Linked DNA regions of Gossypium hirsutum: region 2 is linked to region 1. The links are chromatin contacts, called in public Hi-C maps. All regions are on one chromosome and are shown on one strand. Each heading gives the region's core, a stretch centred on a gene start, on an enhancer-like site or on the middle of the called end of the contact. The rest is flanking DNA. Distances are from core to core; before and after follow the strand shown.

The links. A called contact is a pair of places that touch in the nucleus more often than the background predicts.
Region 2: a Hi-C map of leaf shows a contact between it and region 1, with 2.5 times the contacts expected there. The contact joins the promoter of LOC107889813 here to the promoter of LOC107956204 in region 1. A contact is called at or near these places in 3 of 34 Hi-C or Micro-C datasets (all in leaf).

The regions. Positions count from the first base shown.
Region 1 is chrD06:29,926,822-29,929,804 of Gossypium_hirsutum_v2.1, reverse strand. It overlaps LOC107956204 (angio-associated migratory cell protein), which reads left to right and starts at 1,530. Exons shown (of 10, transcript XM_016891930.2): 1 at 1,530-1,773; 2 at 1,867-1,950; 3 at 2,520-2,639; 4 at 2,842-2,983. The coding sequence starts at 1,689.
Region 2 is chrD06:30,187,789-30,190,771 of Gossypium_hirsutum_v2.1, reverse strand. LOC107889813 reads left to right here and starts at 1,526. Exons shown (of 2, transcript XM_016814372.2): 1 at 1,526-1,881; 2 at 1,969-2,277. The coding sequence starts at 1,659. The coding sequence ends at 2,123. It overlaps LOC107889803, which reads right to left and starts at 1,098. Exons shown (of 3, transcript XM_041095469.1): 1 at 857-1,098.

The DNA.
Region 1 (2,983 bases), core at 281-2,780:
ATATATAAATGTTCTTAACACCTCTTTGGTACGTCCAAAGTATAATATGCGCCTCGTGCCTCATCAGTATAAATCGAAGTACAATCCCGTACACTAATCCTATGGCATGCCAACTATACTCGACTATATCCAAGACTTTTAATAGGGTATCAAAGTTTCAAACATATATAGTTCACATACATAATTTAGTACCTAATAAATTCACATCATGCTCAAATAAATTTCATGTCATTTCATATCATCTTATTATATTAACATGTTTTTTATATTATTCATCATATCCATATCATCATATTTAGTATCATCACATTTTTCACAAGTTACCTACTATTTTATACTTACCATTAACCTGACAAGTATGATCATTAACTTATGCATGATAGTTGTAACAAGTCATACATATATATATTAAACTCAAATCATGAAAGTAAAAGCCAAAATAGGCTACTCGTATACGACCTTCACCTTTCCTTTATCTCAAGATGACCCGACGTCATCCTTAACTACATACAATAAATTCGATATAGAAATAATACCAGTTTCACATAAACATAGGAAAACACAACAATTTAATATAATGTAGTTTTAGTCCGTATATCCGGAATACTCATATTTTTCAATATTTAGTATCAAATAAAAATCTAATTTCACATTCTTTCATAAAGGACCCAAACTTTCAATTATAACATTATTTTCTAAAGTTTTCACTTTATTGAAATTAGTCCCCAATATAAAAAATTAACTATATAGCTATACCTTTAAAACTAAGCTACTTTGACTATCTTTTGATACAATTTTAACAAAATCTAAGCTAAACATTTAAACCTCCATTATTTTCAAGTTAACAACTCTTTAATGGCAATTTAGATTTAACATAACAATTTGAAATTTTAACACATGGGTACAATATGCTAGGTTGACAAAATCATAAATTCACACAAATTAAATGAAAATTTACATTTTTACCTTGAGAATTTTTGACCGAAAATGGCTATGGAATAAGCATTTTTTTTTCTTCCTAACTTGGACGGCAAAGATGGAGAATATGAGAACACCTTTTCTCTCAAACTAACGTTGTCTATTTAAACATATATATATATATTAGAAAATTTTAATGAATAATACTTTTTTGAGTTTTTGCATATTTAAATATTTATATAATTTTCAATAACTCTTTTACAATTTTTTTAAAGTTTTTTTTATTTATCCAAAATGAATCTAAACAATGTTGTTCAAATTTATTTATATGTACATTCTAATTATTATTTTTTTAATTATTTTTTGAAAAAATTAATTTTATTAGTACTCGCACGAGATAATTTTTAGTAATTTTGTTAATCATGAAAATTAACTATCAAATCAATCAACTGCTAATTTTTATTAATTAATAAAACTAATTAATATTTTTTGAATCATTAAAAACTCAATTGAGTCAACATTTTTTATAACTGTCAATTAAATTTGTTATTTAAAATTTTCTTTTTGACCCTCATATATGATTAAATATAGTATAGATGTTTAGTGAGGCGAGTCAAAGTTTGGGTTCACAAGTCAAATCCAACTCAGAGTTCAGACGCATCAAGACTACGACCGAAACATATATTCATGGTGAGACACCTTTAAAAACCCTTATTAACCTCTACTCTCACAGCTGCTTCAACACAAAACCCAAGAAAAAAAATAAGAACATGCCAGCCCAGGATGACGAGGAGCAGGGCCAGGTATTCTTTGATGAATCCGACATAATCCACGAAGTTGATGTCGACGAAGAAGGTTTCGGTCTCTCTATCTAAATTTACGTTTCCTTTGTTACTATATTCTTTTAATATTATTTGTATTTTTCTTTCTGTGCGTGGGTTTATTCAGATCTTCCTGATGCTGACGATGAGGATGATATTGAAAATATTGAGGATCCAGATGATTCTATTCACATATTCACTGGCCATACGGGTATTAACAATTTCTTTTTTTAGTTGTTGTTTTGTGTTTTCATGTTCAAAGCTGGGATTAGATTTCGTGGTAGCTTCAAACGGCTTAACTTTATTGTTCAGACCTTGATTTATCTGGATTTTAAGTTTAATTTGAAATTCGATATTAGTTCCTGAAAATAATCATTGATGTTTGTTGAATTTTAATTTGCCATACTATTTTTCTTGAGAGAAACTTGCTTTGATTACCAGCTCAAATGTCAAAACTAATCTGTGTTTCCTTAAAGGGGAAAATAGATCTTAGAATTGTTTACGAAATTATTCCATCAATATAGAAATGGGAACTAGAATATTTAGAAAGGGTTGTCCCATCAGATTATTGTAATGTTTATTCTATCTCAATTTACTCTTTACTACTAGCTTCCTTCATGAAGGCTATTTTTCACAATAGATGAACATCAAGCATCATTACGAAAGTTTGTAAGAAAAACAAAATCCTTATGAAAGTCATCCTCTATGCGTCTAAAAGAATTTAGAGAGAAAACTCACCAGAATTTGTACAGAATCTTAATGCAATGAATGTTTTTCCAGGTGAACTTTATGCAGTTGCCTGTAGCCCAACAGATCCAGTGTTAGTGGCTACTGGGGGTGGAGATGATAAGGGGTTCCTTTGGAAGATAGGTCATGCTGATTGGGCTTCTGAGCTCCAAGGTATGGCCATGATACAATACAACATCTAGACAGTTCACTCTCTTTTTGCAGTACAAGTTTTTCTCTTCAGTGATTTATTGAAGCCAATTTTACTTTTGCATTTTGCCAAAGTGGATGTGACACACACATCCCTTTGACTTTTCTAACATTCTTCATTTCTTATGCTTCTACTAAACCTCTTGTAAATGCAACGCCTGTGCAGGCCATACCGATTCAGTCTCTACTTTAGCCTTTAGCAGTGATGGACAACTACTTGCATCTGGAGGTTTTGACGGACTTGTTAAAGTTTGGGATACCTTTGGAAATTTCAAACGCACACTTGAGGGTCCTGGAGGTGGCATTGA
Region 2 (2,983 bases), core at 277-2,776, 260 kb before region 1:
ATCATACAATCGACGATAACTTCAACCAAAATGAAACACAGGCATGGTATCTTTCATTATGTTTGAAACGCAAAGCATAACTTCCTAAGTCCAAAGAAAGCTATTAAAATTCTACTGGTTTGAATGTCATTCTCCATTTTAAAACCACTGCACATATATATAGACACAAACAAACACATTTAGATAAGCAATTACAAAAAGCTATCTGTCTAATGACAATATCACTTAACTGAATTAATCATACTTTTTTCCTACTAAAATTTAAAAAAAATCAAAAAAATACAACAATTTTTCGTGCATAAGAAAGAAAGTACGTTTCATTCATTCAAAAATAACAATAATTGTTAAATATTTGGAGATTCATTGCAAAATCCAACCGTCGAATGTGATTTTATGATCATTTATATAATTAATTTTCAGTATCGAAATATCAACAATAGATTGGAGAGCTTGAATTCGAGTAATTAGTAATGTTTCTTATCGTAAAGCTAAACCCTAGAAACAATTAAAAAGAACATCATCAAAACTTTTAAATACAAAAGATACAGAGAATTCAGCAACGATATGGAATTTGGATACGAAATTTGATTTAGTCTATATTTCTTCTATTTTTATCAACCAAAATAGTTTGGAAGAGTTACAAAGCGGTAAAGCAAAAGAGGCCCAAAGCAAAAGAGGCAGAGCAAAGCAGCAGTAGAGGCACAAAGCAGTAAAGCAAAAGAGACACAAAAGCCAGAATTTTCCCTCTTTTTTTTTTCTGTTGGAAGAGTTACTTACCTGCGGAAGAGGAACTAAAAAGCAACTAAAAACAAAGCATAATTAATAATTAAAGAGAAGAAGAAGAAAACAAACTCACCTGCGGAAGAGAAATAAAGAACAGGAAAGAGCTTTCACAGTGAAAATGTGAAAAAAATGGGCATAAAGCTTTCACAGTAGAGGAAAGAACGTTTTTTTTTTGGGGGGGGGGGAGAAGACAGGTTAATTTGGTCAATTATCAGCCAAAAGCACTTCAAGCTTTTTCGATGGTGAAATTTTTAGCTCTTCATTTGGAGAAAATGACGTTTTAGATGGTGAATTTTTTGAGAAAATGGAGGCCATTCTTCATTCCTTTTAAGAGAAAAGGACTTTTTATTGCAGAAGTCCTTCTAAAACGCAATGGAGAACGGGGCCTAAATCTATAACTTTACACCTAAAACAAGACTAATGACATAATTTAACCAAACAGATTTAACTGTTACCATCGGGTTAGGATTAAAATTTCAAAACTCAAAAAGGTAAGGACTAAAATTAATCAAATTAAAGTACATGTACTAAATCTACAATTTACACAAAGTATAGGGTCTAATAACAAAAATTGAACCTTTTGTACTATATAATTGGAACAGGTCATATTATTTTAGAGTAGGGCCTACATCAGGATTCATGAACTCTATTATTCTTTTGATTGGATAAATAATATATGAAACGGTGCGTTTCCGGAAACCGTATTTGTAATCGGGATAGGATAAAGGCAGCCCTACAACCAAACAAACCTGAACCGAGACTCGTACAAATAAATGCCAAAAACCCTAGACTCTGGAGTAATAGAAAGAAACAGAAACCCTAGCAATATTTTCTTCTTAACGTTTAAGAAGAACAAGGGAAAATCCTAAAAGAAAATGGCAAAGTCGATGAGATCGAAGAGAGAGAAGAGGCTGAGAGCCATAAGGAGGGAAATAGTGGAACCTTTCTATCAGAAGAAAGATGAAGCTAAGATGGTTGCCATAGAGGCTGCCCTGGCTGCCCCTAAGCTGCCCGCCTCTTCCCCACCCTCTGGTTCTATGCAGCTCGAAGAACAAGTTACCGCACCCAGTTCCGCAACAACCAATCTGAACTCCATGGGTATATATATACATATGATTCAATTTCAGATTTTCTTTTTCCCTTCTGTTTATATATGTAATTCATTCGTTTTCTGCCATTGGACAGAGGTGGAGATGGCTGACTGTGATGAAAACAAGACCAAGGCCTCCTTGAGAGCTATTGGTAGAATAGGAAAGATGTCCAAAAAGAAATTGAAGATCGCCAAAAAGAAGCGCCGCGCCGGTGGTAAGGGAAAGATCAGGGGGAAGCGTAATCTTTGATTCTTAACTCTCTACTCCCAAATTTTTCTTGCCTTTTTATCCTTTTTATGTTGTAATACTATTATCGTCGAGTTTGTCTAGTTGAACGAGATAACACTGAGTTGTTACGCTTTTCTTTTCTTTTTTATTTGAAATATTAATTAGTAATGCTGTAGCTTAGGTGCTAATTTTACTAGTATCTAATTAAATGATAAAAACCAGTGAGCTAAATTCTTAAATAATGCTAAATATTGTTAAGAATTCAAAGGTTGCTTTTACTTCCCTTAATGGGATTATTCTAATTCAGTGTTCTTACTTTATTAGTTCCTTTTGGTGTGGAATTATATATGTTTTACTAAGGTTCTATTGAAATTAAGCTTGTTTGCTAATTGAAAACTTCAAAAAAATGGAAGAAAAAAAAGTAGAAGGAAAATAAAAGCATTGAGTAGAAGTAATTGATTAAAAGAAAATTGAAAGAGGGGTTGTCTATAATGTGGGAATAAAACTAAATTGCTTTGTTTAAGCATCTATAGGGCGGAACTAAGATGGTCTGTATGAGGACCTGTAAGGTTAGCATGCATATGAGAGTAAGTTAAAGATGATAACAACTGGTTTTTACTGGCAACCCTTGAAAAATGAAGAAATGACTTTCTATTGGTAAAGAGTAAAACTGTAAACTCTAGGAGATGACTTTCTATATTCTTTGTTCTTCCATAAGAAACCATGAGTTTTTAGAGATAATGGGTTGAATATCTATCATTTTGTTTGGTACCATTACTCATCCAAACATGGATGCTTTGATTAGGTTTGTCTTGTGTTACTATTTCTCAGTGATGCCATGCATTGTATTCAAGCTTTTTTTCCCCCTGAATTTCCTTTAT